4 separate regions of the Mus musculus genome follow, and all the other regions are linked to region 1. Evidence: chromatin contacts called from public HiChIP or PLAC-seq and promoter capture Hi-C data. All regions are on one chromosome and are shown on one strand. The core of a region is the stretch at or near the end of the contact, and the rest is flanking DNA. Distances in the headings are between cores, read along the strand shown. Region 1 holds the start of Galnt14 (polypeptide N-acetylgalactosaminyltransferase 14). Region 2 holds the start of E330032C10Rik (RIKEN cDNA E330032C10 gene). Region 3 overlaps Capn13 (calpain 13). Region 4 overlaps Capn13 (calpain 13).

Region 1 (3,330 bases), core at 150-2,649:
CCGACTACAGGCTCCTCCAAGGTCTTTTCCCACTCCTAGAGATTGCCCTGGGCTCATAAAGGTTGCTTAGCTGCCAGCAAATCCCCAGAAGCCTCGCTCTGTTTCCCCTGGTCAAGGCTGTGGAAAAGAAAGACAGGGGCTCTGAATCTCAAGAGAGAGCCAGTAGGGGGAACCTTCCACTCCTCTGGGCTGCACCGACTGGACAAGAGTTGGGAAAGCCACTTGGATTCCCATTTCCACAACTCCCTGCCAGTAGGAAGGTTTCTGTTCTTATGGGCTCCTCCGTGCTGTCCTGAGCGCATTCAACTTCCAACGCAGCAAATGAACTGGGGAACAGTTCACAGAGCCGGTGGCACCAGGCCAGGCCAGGTGGGTAGGGAAGGCTGGGAGGCCTCCAGGGGGGTCGCTAGTGCTGTTCACGTGCGCACAGCACCCGGGTCATCGTCTCCTCCTCTGGGGCCTGGCAGCAAAGGGAAGGAGTCCGCAAATCCACCAGACTTCTCATGGGTGCCAGCATCGCTCACCCAGCAACCTCCAGTGACCCTCCAGCGGCACCCACCGACCGCCAGTCCCAAAGTAGCTAGTCCGCAGCGCCCCCTTGGCCACCGGACTGCTAGTTAAGTTGGGAGCCCGGCTCTGTCTGCGAGCGCGCGCCCACCACCCACGCCCACTGCCACTTACACACGCCAAAGATATGGAGACGCCCCAAGCTTCTTAAATTCCACAAGCACCTCCCCATGGCCGCATCCCGCGCCTGTTCCCCATCGCAGCACCTCGACACCCCTGCATTTGAACCCTCAATCCCAGTGCGTGGACCACGCACCCTTCCACCTGCCAGTGCCCGGTGCCCTGTGCCCTGTGCGCCACGAAACGGCATACCTTGGGGGTCTGCACTTCGGGTCCCAGCGGCACCTCCAACTTCCTCTTGGTGACCCAGAAGAACAGCAGTACGGTGATCCAGAGCACCCCAAAGATGGGCAGCGCCAAGCGGCGAGTCAGCCGCCGCATGGTCCCCTCTGCCTGCTTCTCTTGGTGGCGACGCGTCCCTGGGGCACCCCCCGGCGGTCAGGGGTGGCGGGGCACGAGTCTGCCGAGCGCCTCGCTCTAGGAGAAACGCTGCTCCTGGGATCCCGATGTTGGATGGCGGGATCCTGCCCCGCCCGCTTCGGAGAGAAGCCACAGCCGGGAACGGAGCGGCGAGGGGCGCCGGAGACTAGAGACGCGGCCGGGCAGGGACGAGGGGCAGCTCAGCCCGGCGCCCGCTCCAAACGGAGAGCCGCGGCGGCCGCTGCGATGCTGCTGTGCGCCGCGGCTGCCTTTGCCCGCTGCTGCCGCGAGGGAAACTGACTCGAGCAGCCGGGAAGGTGGAATCCGAGGCTGTGCCCGGCACCCCCGGAGGAGCACGAGGAGGAGGGAGCGCGGAGGGAGGGCGGGCCCGACAGACAGACTGACTCCGAGGGAGAGCGGGGCGGGAGCGAACCGGGCTCTGAGCGGGGGCGCTACCGCCTCCCGCCGACCGTGGAGCACCCTGCGGTTGAGGGACCTTGGATGCAGCTCTGGGACCATCCTGGGCTAGGGTTGTGCTGGGAGGGGTTGGGCGGGGACCGGTTATAGGATACTGACTTGTATCAAGCAAGCTGATACTTAAGGACTAGCCCGCGCCAGGTGAGGCACTACCGGGGAGGAGTTTCTGTTTGCTGCGGGGCTCTGCACATGGTGCTCACAGGAGGGTTCGCTAGCCGGGAGCCATCACTGGGATAGTAGGGTTGGTTGACCCAGATGTTGTCTCAAGTTCAGACTTGACCATTTCAGGGCCAAGGTCGAGTTCAGCCATCTCCCCAGGGTATTCTTTGCCTTTGAGCAGGTAGGTGCCTGGCAACTTTCTCTTAATGGAAAACTGAGCTGGTCTAAATTTAACTCGAAAGATGTCCTTTTAAAAATTAAGGCAAAAGTAAATCCCTGAGGATTTTTTTTTTCTCCTTGTAAAAATAAGCCCTTTTTCTGGGGCTTGCCAGAAAAAAAGGGTCTAATGTTAGCACAACCACCGGAAGTTTTGTGAAAGGTGGCCCTGGGGTGTGTGGGAGTAGCTCCCCAAATCCCTTTCCCAGTTGCCTTTAAGGAATACATCTTCCAGCTACAGACTAAAGTCACTTGGATTTAGAGACAGGAACAGTTCTGACTCCAGTTTCCATACAGGCCTCAGGTGGGCTGGATGAATTTCTAACCATATCTCTAGAATAGGGAGGTGTGGTTTCTAGCCTAGCCTACCCAACCAACAGGGCAAATCACAGCGTCAGCCTCTCCCTTCCTTAAGTCTTAAGACTGTGCCTCATCTTCAGATGTGAATGCTGCGTTACCTCAGAGTTCAGAGAGAAAAGGTGGAAGTTTTTGCGAAGTCTGCAGAGCCCTGGCCACTGGAGTCCTTGTTTTAGTTACAGGGATGCTCCAAGTTTCTCCAAGTGAGAATGACACCGAGTGGCCCAGCGGCATGCTCCCTGCTGTCTTCACTCACAGACTGGAGCTTAGTATAGGGGTAGCACCCACACTCGACTGCAGGTGAGAAAGGTACCAGTCAGTTCTCCAGAATTCCTCCTCCAGTGCCATGGAGCCCTCCAGACACTTGCTCAGAAACAGAGGTGTCCCCCACCCCCCAACAGCTCCGGTGTTTGATACCTTGTCTTTCGGCCATAAGGCAAAGGCTCTGGAGCGGAGATGTAGGTAAGAAATTTGAGGTTGGAAATCAATCAGCCAGAAAAGGCTTGTCAGCCCCCAGAGCCCTGCTGGCATCTCACACTTGTCTCTATTGGACCCGTAGCCTCTGAAAGGTTGGGTCCACTCTCTCCAGATGTTGTTTAAGCAGGCAAAGGCCTCGGTGAATAACTGTCCAAGGAGCATTGGCGAGTGGCAAGAGCACCTACTCCCGCAGCTTTCTGAGCTCTCTGGATCTCTTCCAAGAGCCTCACCCTAGAGTCCCAGTCCTGGGCCTGCAAAGTGTTCTGTGTCAGCTCTGCCGAGAACCTCCCGAGCAAGCTGTAGACTCGCTGATGAGCGCCAGGCAGGAGCTGCAGCAGCGGAGTCCATTGCTCAGCGCTTTGTGGGGCTGTTTCTGAGTAACAGATGGCAGACAGTTACACAACACCACCGCCAAGCTCCTGAGATGGTGCAGCCTCACACGCCTGCTTCACTCAGACTGGCATACGGGGAAACCAAGGCCCTGGGGTGAAACAGCTCCGCGGGAGAGTACGTAACACTGGGAAGAACAAAGATATTCTTCTAAAGCTCTTGCTCTTGAATCACTATTTTGTCCTCCTCTCACATGGGGAAGAGTCC
Region 2 (3,186 bases), core at 687-3,186, 460 kb before region 1:
GTAAGTCTCCCGGATGCTACCTAAGCTTTCAACTCGTGTTGCTTACGTGAGCAGTTTTGAGCAGGGGCTGGAAGCCACCAGGGTTGAGTTTCAATGGTTGCAGCGTGATGGCCAGTGCATGAAGCAGGTCCGTCTTGCCTCAGGGGCTGCCTAGAGGACCCTGTAGAGAGTCTTGGGGATCTTTCCCTGGGTCAGCTGCTAAAGCCCAAATCATTAGGAACCTTCTAAGCAAAAACGCCAGCCCTTCACAAGGAGCAGGCAGAGAGGCCTGTTGAACGCCTGGCAAAACCCTGCAGACTCTAAATCCACTAACAGAACCCTCCAAAGCCTTCCTCCAGCAAGCCCTTCTTGGAAGCTTTTTCTGCCACAGCTTAACAAGGACCAAGATTTGTAGGAAGTGAACAGGGGCTGGAACGGAGGGTGGGGTAGGGTGGGAGCTGGAGTGGGGAGTAGGAGATGGGCAAGAGGGATATGCAGGAGTTCTACCAGCCTGGCCACAGGCCCTGACTCTACTTCCTTCCCTGAGACCACGGCCCACAAACCTGGCACCTGGTTCACTGTAACACTTTAATACTCACAGCCATGCCCCATCCTAATGGCTCAGGTGGATAGTCTGGACCCCAGGGGTTTTCAAGCTCTGCAGCAGACTCTAATTAGGATCCAGTCTGCTGCTGTTAACCATCAGAATTGAAACTTGGGCCTCTGGCTCCTTGTGTATAAAGTGAGCATTTGGCCTTGGAGGTTCTAGAAGCAATAGGTAATGTGCAAGTTGACTTTACTTGTGAATAGTTTGAGCTTTACTAGATGTGGGGCGTAGGCATACAACAGGAGGAAGCTGGCATGCTGAGGTCTTGGCCCTTCGCACCCTTATGTTCACTCCGTTCAGAAACAGAAACAAACAAGCACAAACCCAAAAGAACAAAAAACCCCAAACCACTGACTATGGTGTGCCACCTTCCAGGGTATAAAGCTAGCTGGACAGAGGTGGAGACAGTAAATCAGGGGTAGAACCCAGTGCCAAGGCTTGACAAACCCTGATGCCAAAGCTTGTGTGTAGGCAGGGCTGATGGCCCTGTGTCCCCAGCCGCTGAGCACAAGCCATCAACTCAGACACCACAAGGCGGCTATCTCCTCACTGCCCAGAGTATCGTGGACAGCACCATTTCCAGAAAACACCCTCAAGCGACAGATGAGCATTCGAGTCTCCTGTGGCCAGTCATGGCTCTCTTTACTGACAACCAGGGCATTGATGCATCTTTCACTGACATTTTGTCCCAGGGGTTGGCCGGAGAGAGAATCTATTTTTCGTCTCCTTCATTCTGCAAGACTGAAATTACCACAGGAAGTGCCTTTCCTGAGCAGTCATTGTCAGGGACTGGAGGGTAGACTCGGTCCCCCTGGTCAGCTCCTATTGGGTACAGGTGATGAGCCAGGGATAGCAGTGGGCGATTGCTGATGGTTATGGTGCTTTTAATATGTTTGGCCCAGGGAATGACACTGTTAGGAGGTGTCGCTTTGTTGGAGAAAGAGTGTCACTGTGGGGGTGGGCTTTGAGAGAACTTTCTCCTAGCTTCCTGGAAGTCAGTCTTCTGTTATCTGCCTTCAGATGAAGATGTAGAACTCTCAGTTCCTCTTCAACCATGCCTGCCTGGATGCTGTCATGTTGCTGCCTTGAAGTCTCTTCACAGCAGTGGAAACCCTAACTAAGACCATGGTGAACAGAGGCAAATGAGGGGTTGGCTCTGCTGCCAGGAGACAGCACTGACTAACCCCCCAACCAGGCTTTGAGGAAACACAAGCTCATTGTGAATAGGAAAGGAGCTTGAAAAGAGCTGAGAAGGCCCTCCCTCTGGCCCCTCCCCTGCCTGGAGATGACTTCATTCTTTCCCAGGTTGTCTAAGCCCCCTCTATCAGCCACCTGGGGGAAGCCTCCTGAGGGCTTACTTAGCAGAGCCACCAGGATGAAGAGGCTGCTGTGGAAACTGGCCGAAGACCAAGGACAGGCTGTGTGGGAGGAAACTTGGGTAATCATCAGGATATTGGGTTCTGTGTGGTGATTATCTTCTCAAAGTTTTAATAGTATTTCAACAAAGACTGTCCGTTTCCCTTTTCCACTGAGCCTCGTGGTTTATAAAATGTCTGTGGGGGCTGCTATGGGAGACCTGGGAAAGCCTCATCTGGAATTGAGAGCCTAAGCTCCTCTGTACTATATGGCCATCACTTGGGATGTTTAGAAAACAGAGTCTACCCCACCCAGGCTCCGCCCAGGTTCCCCCAGGCTCCGCCCACGCCCTGCCCACACTCCACATAATTCTTACTCATCAGGTGGGAGAATAGAGGAGTGTTTCCCCAGCTTGTGGCTGGCTGGCCTTTGAGAAGTCCTGCGGGGCCGTGGCTCCTCTGCTCCAGGCCTGTCCTGGGTGCAGCCCTGCAGTATCACAAGACCCGAGGGCAGAGACTGGATCTGATTTCTCTGTGAGATAGGATAGTGCCCTAGACACACCATCCCCTCTACCTCATTCAGGCTAAAAATAAAAAACAAAAGACAAAGGAACAAACCAGCCCCCATATAAGATCTTGTTTTATCATTAGCTTCTCATGCCAGGGGCTAAGATACCTCTGGACTGACCAACACAAACCAGTTCTTTCTAACCACAGTGGGATGGATGCAGGAGAGCAGCTATGTCTCCTGGTTGAAAGGAATCTGCTGTCCCCTGATCTCTGGGGACAGCTTGACAATGACACTTTTATTACAGCCCCATTCAAAGCAGATTAGCTATTTTACATGCCTGATGCCTTAAAAAGATGTATAAACGAGTCAAATTCATTTTCGATAGCCTCATTTTTCTGATGTGTGAAGAGCGTTGCCTGCCCGTGTGTTCCGGGAAGTCCTCCTGTGTTTACTGGTGTGTCAGGTCAGGGATGAGCCTGCTTTCCCGGCACTGAGCCAAGCCTGAGATGGGAACAGGCTCTTGAGGCCACATGGGGCTCTGTGGGGGCGAGGCAATTGATGGAGACCTCCTCATCTGCTAGCAGCTTCTAGAGGAGAAGGATGTGGGGGTGGAGAAGTGCAGCTCTGTCTTCAAAAACCACTAGCAAAAATACTCTATAAAAGAAAATAAAAACATAGAATAGTCTTTTTTTTTTTTTTCATGGTCAGAGACCTGTTTATACTATCTAAAAAGT
Region 3 (3,561 bases), core at 284-2,783, 350 kb before region 1:
TCCCCACTCTAATGTCAATCACTCTTTCAGCAACCTCAGCTTGTCTCTCTGTGAGCCAGGGAGTCAGGATCACTTCCCCCATCAGGCTACGAGCAGGATTATAGTCAGTCCTTTGACTCTGAAACATTTGTACCCACTATTAAATCAACCATGAATTGAAAATGTTGGAAACCAATTTCATCAGTACGGAGCATGAAACAAAGATCCCTTGTCATCATTTCCTAAACAATATAGTATTACAACTTTTTGCATAGGGTTTACATCATGTTAGATATTATATATAATATATATGTAGATGATTTAGGGCATATAGGATTATATAGTTTATATGCAAATACTATTCTATTTTATGGAAGGATGTTGAGCATTGCGGTTTCTAATACCCATGGGAGGATGCTGGAACCATTCTAGTTCAAATGCCATATTTCATCTGGATTCTTATATCTGTCTATCATCTATGTTACATGAGCTTGGGGCTACCGATTCCACACCTAACTCTGTGTCTGTGTGTCCCTCCTCACAGCCTCAGGACCAAACCTTGCATTTGGCAATCACTTACGAAATTGTTTCGCTTTGTAACAAAAGCTTTAATGCTCAAATGGACATTGTTTATTTATTTGTTTTGATACAAGGTTTCACTAGGTAGCCATGGCTGGCCTGGGTATCACTTTGTAGACCAAGTTGGCTTCAAAGATATGCCCCATTCAGTTTCCCAATGCTGGGATCAAAGGTGTGGGCCACCCCCCTCCACCTTCAGGACATTAATTGCATTGATAAAAGATATTCAAGCTGCAGGGCCAGGGGGCAGGAAGCATCTGTAAGGGCAAGACACAGGGCAGGTGAGCCAACATTGAAACAGGGCAGACACTTGCCCACACTTACTTGGCATAGGCTTTCTCCATCAGGCAGGGCCAAAATTCCTTGTTGCCTCCTCGAGGATGCACAAAAAGGAAGTTATCGCCTATGACGGGCAATTGGTCATCTATCACTACTTCCACCCACTGGCCACACTGCCAGAACTGGAAGAAAGACGAGGATATGTGTGAGGTCCCTGAGCTCCTGTGTCTCAGCATTGCCCTGCCCCTGGGATATCTTCCCCCCTCAGACACAGGAGCTCAGTAAGGGGCTTCTGCATCTTTCCGACCAAGGCCAAAATATTGTTGGAACACAGCTTCTATCACCCAGCAACAAACTCCATCCAGAGCAAAACCCAGCCCAAAGGGCATATGTATGTCATCTCCAAGGGCAAAAGGAAAAACTAGTGTGGTACAAATCAAGAAAGAAAAGGGCAAGCAGCTCAGGGAAATCCAGGCAGGGAAGAAGGATGCGTGGGGTGTACTTTGCAATTAACTGTAGCTTTATTTTGACATATCCTTTGTGAGCTTCAAACAGACACAGGAGACTCCAGATCTTTTTTTGCACACACAGGGCAGCAGGGGGAACATATGTTAAATAACAAGAGGAGTGGCAGGTACAGGGCTGTGACAAGGCAGGACAGCTGACCCAGAGCTCAGGGCTCTGGGAAGGAAGCATGACAGGCATATTGCAAATGCACCTCAAATAATGAAGACAGAATGGGCGGAAGGCCTGGAGGCAGAACTCTGTGGCTGGCTCAGGAGGACTGAACAGTGACAGCCTAACTCTGACCTTTCTGTCCTCGTGTCACACTGGCCTTGCTATTGTAAGAGAGAAGTGAAAGTGCCCAGCGCTCTTACTGCTAAGAGCATAAATGTGCCAGATGTTCCTCTCCAAAGCAGACCACTTTCATCTTTAGTATTCAACTCTAAGCGGTTCACCCGGGGACATCAGCAAATGAGGAACATTCATTACAAAGCCAGCCTTCTAAGTGTCTTTGTTGGTTTCCATTGGACTGGATGGAGCATCAGGACTTGCAGTGTAGGGCTGAATTGGATGAGGGTATGTCTCTCCCAGGGGAGCTTGCTAAAGTGGGTGGATGTGAGTGTTCACCCACACCACCCTTTGCAAAGCTGGATGACTCAGGATGGTCGTACACACCGGAGGACACGATAACAGAGCAGGGATGGAGACAGAGACTGAGATGTCAGTGGAAACAAGGAAAAGATGTTTTCATGGTCTTTAACAAGCCAGGGTACTACAACTGGCTGTGATACAACTGGATGAATGGTCCTCCTGAAGCAACCAGTAAGCTGTGTTGGAATAAAGTTCGGAAAATAGGGATGCTATTGAGGGTCATTAAGGAAAGTTAATTATAGTCCCAAAGGGTACTCAAGAAGGCCATTCATTCAACTTTGGACTACTTGTGTATAGATAGAGTGGATACTGTCCAGTTGGTAGAATGGTGCCTGGTGTTTGGTTTTTGCCTCTTATTATTTAATAACAGTTACTAGGCAACACACTTACTTTATCTTGAGTCAGTTCCCATTTGTCAAATGGTAAGATAAAAGAATTACCTAGAAGGCTAAGGTTGAGATCAAATGAGACTGAGAGGGACAGTGTGATTCTGAGGAACTGTGACTTATCAACTTTTATGACTGTTCTGTTTAGCACCCAGAAAGGCGTCATGATAAACAAACAAGGGTGCTCTGGGACAAGGGGGCCGGTTTTGGCCAGTTTTATCTTAGGAATCATGATCATCTCATTCTTCTCTCATTACTAGGACTGATCAAACATGCTTTTTCTATGCAAGAACACCGGATAGAATGACTGTTGCCAGGTGTGTGTGTGTGTGTGTGTGTGTGTGTGTGTGTGTATTTTATAAAGTATTGATATATGTGCATAAATAATATTCAATATAGACAAAAAAGTAAGCTGACTGATGGTCAGGAATGTAGCCATGGCCTGTGTTTCCTGGGTGAAGAAGATAGACATATGGATAGTACTTAAACCCTTCAAAAACCATGCAGGTGTGCTTGACATGGAAAGAATTTTTCTGGGCAAAGCATCCTAGGTGCATGGGCACTGTGTGTTTTCTAGAAGTGGAGTCTAAGTTCACAGTATTAAGAAGAGACCTACAGAGGTCCGTAGATACTAGGGAGCTTTTACTACATTGTGTGTGTGTGTGTGTGTGTGTGTGTGTGTGTGTGTGTGTGTGTGTGTGTGTAGCACAGTATGTATGTGGAGGTCAGAGGACATCTTGTTGGAGACAGCTTTCCCCTTTCACTCTGTGGGTCTTGGGGGACTAAACACCGGCCACCAGACTTATGATAAGTGTAGAGGCAGAGTCATCATACCAACCAAAGTTCCTGGGGTAATTTTCCAGCTTTCTTTGTTACCTAGAAGGGCAGAGCGTGTCATGGTTAGTCTATCCACCCAGCAATGCTGGCAGTCTTATGAGGAGCCCGTGCTCAGTTCAGTTCTGGTTGTTCTACATTGTTCTTAGTGTGGTTTTTGGATCACTATCAGCACAACATCACTAGCGAGGCTTTCAGAAGACCTAGTATTGTCTAGTTGGATTTTGGGAAGTGGGAAAATGAATAAAAAGGAGGTACAGCGATGATGGAGTGAAAAGTAGCTAAAGGAGGAGCCTGGTCTATAGGCTGAATGTCTTATTCACCATCAGGAAAGAGTATGTATGTATTA
Region 4 (3,672 bases), core at 996-3,495, 380 kb before region 1:
CCTCATTCATTTAGTAGCTGACTAGCTACGTCATTATCGAGCGATTCTGAATGCCACTATGTTAAACACTCTGGGAGCTCTCTGGGGGAGGGGCAAGATGAACACGAGGAAGAGCCTGCCCTGGAGGACCCAGCAATGCAATGGTAGGAGGTTCCTGTTAAACATTCTAGTGTCTGTCAAAGATCTTGGCAGAGCTGCACAGGAATACTGATTCAGCCTTTGAAAATGTTCAGAAACAATGACATGATTAGCCATATGATATATTGGTGCTATTTATCTTTTTAAAGAGTTGTGTATACGTGTATATACGACTGACTGACTGATTACGTTATTTACTTATGAACTCATTCATTTAACATAGGGTTTCCTCTATGAAGCCAAAGCTGGCTTTAAACTCATAATCTTCCCACCTCAGCTTCCTAATTTCTAGGGTTACAGATGTGTGTCATCATGCCTGGCTGGATTATACTTTTATTTAGTTTGTATAAACATGCCTATTACAGAATACATTCTGGAACCCATTAACTGGGTCTTAATACTTCCCCTTTGGCAAGCTAATGTTTTCTTTCCTGCGTTTATTTTTTTTCCTCACCTATGTTTTCTACTGTCAGTAGACATCACTTTTAAAATAAGGAAAAGTTCTTTTTAAGTGCAAAATATTAAAGCAAACAACGTGGCTTGCCCTACAGGTGTCTGCCAGAAGGTGTCTCAGAAGGTGACTGAGGAGTCAGAATCAACAATAATCAGGTCATAGGGACTCTGGCAAGAAAGACTTGGCAGGGAAGGCATGCCTGAAGCTGCCTTCATCCTTAGGATGGATGAGCAATGACCAGGCTTGGGGCATGCAGATGGGAGAGGGAGAGGGGGGCAGAGGAACAAAGGCTTGGCATTTATAGGGGACAGCGAGGCATCTTAGAGTTGTGTTTCAGAGGAAGTAGAATGAGTACAAATGGCCTCTTCTAGACTTAAAAATAGAGTCTTAACTCAGGAGGTCTGTGCGCTGCTTTGAGGTGTTAGACTTTGTCCTGAGGACAATGAAGGCCATACCCAGGCCATAAGCCAACTGGGTTTGTTTTGGTAGATCCTCCCAGAGAAGCATCGATATAGAAAGACATGGGTTCAGACTAATGAGTGTTTCCATCTATAGCATGGCAGTTCTAGACACCGTCCAAAGTAACCTCTTTCCCCAGCTTCATAGAACATTCTTGGTCCCGCCACTCCGGTACTTCAGGCCCGGTGGTCTGTATGTCTCTCTAAGCCAAATATGAGGTGACTTTGAGGATGGGGTGACATTTCCCATCCTTTCATACCCCAGTGTGGGACACCGAATAAACACTTGCTCACCCGGGTTAAATAAGTTAGTCATGCCACAGACAATGTGACCATACCTGGCAGTGGATAAGGCGACTTCGGAGTCTTGCAAACTCTTCCTGATCTAGCCGCCCATTCACTTTCAGCTGGAGGGGGTGTTAAGGGCTAAGCTCTCCAGGGTGGCAGTGGGGAAGGGGAGCTGTTTGTCCTGCTAATGAAGCCAGAGCCACTCCATCCTTCAGCTAGTAACCCAGCGCCACGCTGGCCCCTTGCCAGCTGGCTCCCACTCTATCTGAAGGTGACCTGGTTTAGATTTGTTTTCCAAAATAAAATGTATTGTTAGAAGGAAAGATCTCTGAGAGCGAGGCATCAATTTCAGTTATATCTAGCAGAAGAGATAGAGAGAGGGGCCCCAACCACCATTTGGCTGGGCTCCCTGGCAGGAGTGGGGAGGAGGAATATGCAAATACAGAAATAGTGTGGATAGGTAAATGTGGCATCCCTGGGCCCTGTGTCGCTGGATTGCTTCCTGTTTATAAATGCTTCCCGGCCACCCCTTTTGACAGGCAACTAATGCAGGGAAAAAATAATTGAACTCTGAGAGCTACCATACTACCCTAGCCCTGGACCCCAGGGGAGGCTCTATTTGCAGTCTCTCAGTACAATGCACAGGTCTTTTCTACCCCTTTCTCCTCCTCCCGCAGTTGGGTGCCCGGCCACAGGGCTGCAAGGGCCATTTGGATTCTTCTGTGTGTCTCCAGTGACTCCAGACCACAGCCAGCCGAGACAGGGCTGATTTATGATTCCATCAAGAAGCCTTCTTGTTCGACAATGGCTGGCTTCGAATTCACAATCGAGCCTTGTTAACCATGTGAAAGGGGGGTGATCTGTCTCTCTCTGGAGACAGCTACAGCCTGGGGAGGAGCTGCCAGGTTTGGGATCCCTCCTACATGGCCAGTGTTTCTCCTGTCTGGGGAGGGGGGTCAGTACAGGAGGAAGGGTTCTTGGAGAGGGTGTTGGGACGAGAATAAACACAGTTAAAGTTTGGTTCTTGGTCCTGTGCTCCTCACGGCCATGAAGCTAGACCAAGATCATTGTCTACAGGGACAAAACAGCCACGTGAGCCATAAAGAGTTCCACTACTGTGCTCTGCAGAACAAGAAGGTTTGTGAGGTTTGGATACTTATCTTTTTCAATTAGGAGCCTTTTGAGTAAGGAATCCAAGCAGTGAAGCCTGCTCCAGTGTTGGAGGAAAGGGCGAAGGGAAAATAGCTCTGACTGCAGAAGGTAGCATCGGCTGAGGTTCGAACACGGGACTTGGATGCTTCAACGTCTATTTCAAATCCATGCATAACCTCCAACCAGCTGTGTTAGATAGGTGAACATAGTTAACCTCTGCGGCCCCTGTGTCTTCTGTTGTTCAGCGGGATAATAGCTGTTGCATCTCAAGGGCTGTTGCAAGCATTACAAATGCACTTCCTTGTGATACCCAGTCAGTAGTGACTACTGCTATGGCTGTGATGATAAGCTAGGTTCAGAGGGAGCTGGTATGTAATTAGAATCCCAGGCAAGCCCACAGGGGGAGGTGGGTTCCTCGGGCTGCAGGAGGAGGGGATTGATTGCAAAGGATACATCCATCAGGGCCATGATGCTTTGGCACTGGTCCAAGGAGAAAGTGTCCCCTGGAGGCCCTGAGGAAGAAGACTGACATGTCACTGAGGGAGGACACATGGGGATAAGGGGCGGGGGGCGCGGCGGGCAGCAGGCCTTCGAGCTGATGTACCTGTTAGGAACTCCTGATTGAGAAGGCTCTGAAGTTGGGTGGCATCAATGTCCAGCCCCTGGTTCAAAACGCAGGAGAAAAATGGGTTGTGAGATGGGAGTCAGTAACCAAGGAACACATCTCCAAAAGTCTGTAACAGCTCTCTGACTTCTGAGCCCTTCCTTTCCATAGCACGTCTACCTGTTCTTTGTCCTGGGCCTGCCCTGGGTTCTGGCTATGTTGATAACTCCCTCCTTGAATATCCATCATAATGGTTGATCCTGACACTGGGATGCTGGCGTGAGCTCCTCATACTGTCTCCCTCCATTTATTATGGGACAAGTGTTTCTTGTTCCCTTTATCTTTATGGCTGACACTGAGGGTCCCCATCAGGAGGACCATAGCAGGATGACCAGTGCAGCCCTTTAGGTGTATTCTCCACTTTCAGAAAGACCATGAGATGTGTGATGACTTTGTATACGTATGTGTGTGACAACTGGAGCTAACCGTACTCAAAATCTAGGCTACTAGAAGCTGCTGTCGGGGAAGATAATACTTAGTCTTTCAGGTACTGAGGGAAAAAGGAGGGTGTCATAACT

What was found. Promoter capture Hi-C pulls out the DNA fragments that hold promoters and counts their contacts. HiChIP or PLAC-seq counts read pairs in DNA pulled down with a chosen protein or histone mark.
Region 2: a promoter capture Hi-C map of stem cell-derived epiblast-like cells shows a contact between it and region 1, with 6 times the contacts expected there. The contact joins the promoter of E330032C10Rik here to the promoter of Galnt14 in region 1. A contact is called at or near these places in 14 of 39 promoter capture datasets (the C10 cell line, cranial neural crest, embryonic stem cells and 7 more).
Region 3: a contact with region 1 is called in a promoter capture Hi-C map of pre-B cells. The contact joins the enhancer-like site here to the promoter of Galnt14 in region 1. A contact is called at or near these places in 14 of 39 promoter capture datasets (the 3T3-L1 cell line, 3T3-L1-derived adipocytes, the C10 cell line and 9 more), 1 of 15 datasets of contacts at CTCF or cohesin (large pre-B cells), 7 of 115 datasets of contacts at active chromatin or transcription factors (embryonic basal ganglia, embryonic forebrain, embryonic hindbrain and 4 more) and 1 of 9 other capture datasets (liver).
Region 4: an H3K4me3 HiChIP or PLAC-seq map of neural tube shows a contact between it and region 1, with 4 times the contacts expected there. The contact joins the enhancer-like site here to the promoter of Galnt14 in region 1. A contact is called at or near these places in 17 of 39 promoter capture datasets (the 3T3-L1 cell line, 3T3-L1-derived adipocytes, the C10 cell line and 10 more), 1 of 15 datasets of contacts at CTCF or cohesin (the NIH/3T3 cell line), 2 of 484 Hi-C or Micro-C datasets (embryonic fibroblasts and nephron progenitors), 10 of 115 datasets of contacts at active chromatin or transcription factors (craniofacial prominence, embryonic basal ganglia, embryonic forebrain and 6 more) and 2 of 9 other capture datasets (adipose tissue and liver).

What each region holds. Positions count from the first base shown.
Region 1 is chr17:73,709,052-73,712,381 of GRCm38.p6, forward strand. Galnt14 (polypeptide N-acetylgalactosaminyltransferase 14) reads right to left here and starts at 1,400. Exons shown (of 15, transcript NM_027864.2): 1 at 880-1,400. The coding sequence starts at 1,008.
Region 2 is chr17:73,249,050-73,252,235 of GRCm38.p6, forward strand. It overlaps E330032C10Rik (RIKEN cDNA E330032C10 gene), which reads left to right and starts at 1,937. Exons shown (of 4, transcript NR_167655.1): 1 at 1,937-3,186.
Region 3 is chr17:73,359,513-73,363,073 of GRCm38.p6, forward strand. Capn13 (calpain 13) reads right to left here. Exons shown (of 23, transcript NM_001033444.2): 5 at 883-1,019. Among named protein-coding and RNA genes, the nearest start is that of Capn13, 38 kb to the right of the region's middle. Within about 2 kb of position 1,534, at least 36 of the 459 cell types and tissues checked have an H3K27ac peak or open chromatin away from gene starts, as enhancers often do. A contact at or near this core is called in pre-B cells, where this site is marked.
Region 4 is chr17:73,323,381-73,327,052 of GRCm38.p6, forward strand. Capn13 (calpain 13) reads right to left here. Exons shown (of 23, transcript NM_001033444.2): 16 at 3,095-3,152; 17 at 2,944-3,002; 18 at 1,389-1,457. Among named protein-coding and RNA genes, the nearest start is that of Capn13, 74 kb to the right of the region's middle. Within about 2 kb of position 2,246, at least 19 of the 459 cell types and tissues checked have an H3K27ac peak or open chromatin away from gene starts, as enhancers often do. A contact at or near this core is called in neural tube, where this site is marked.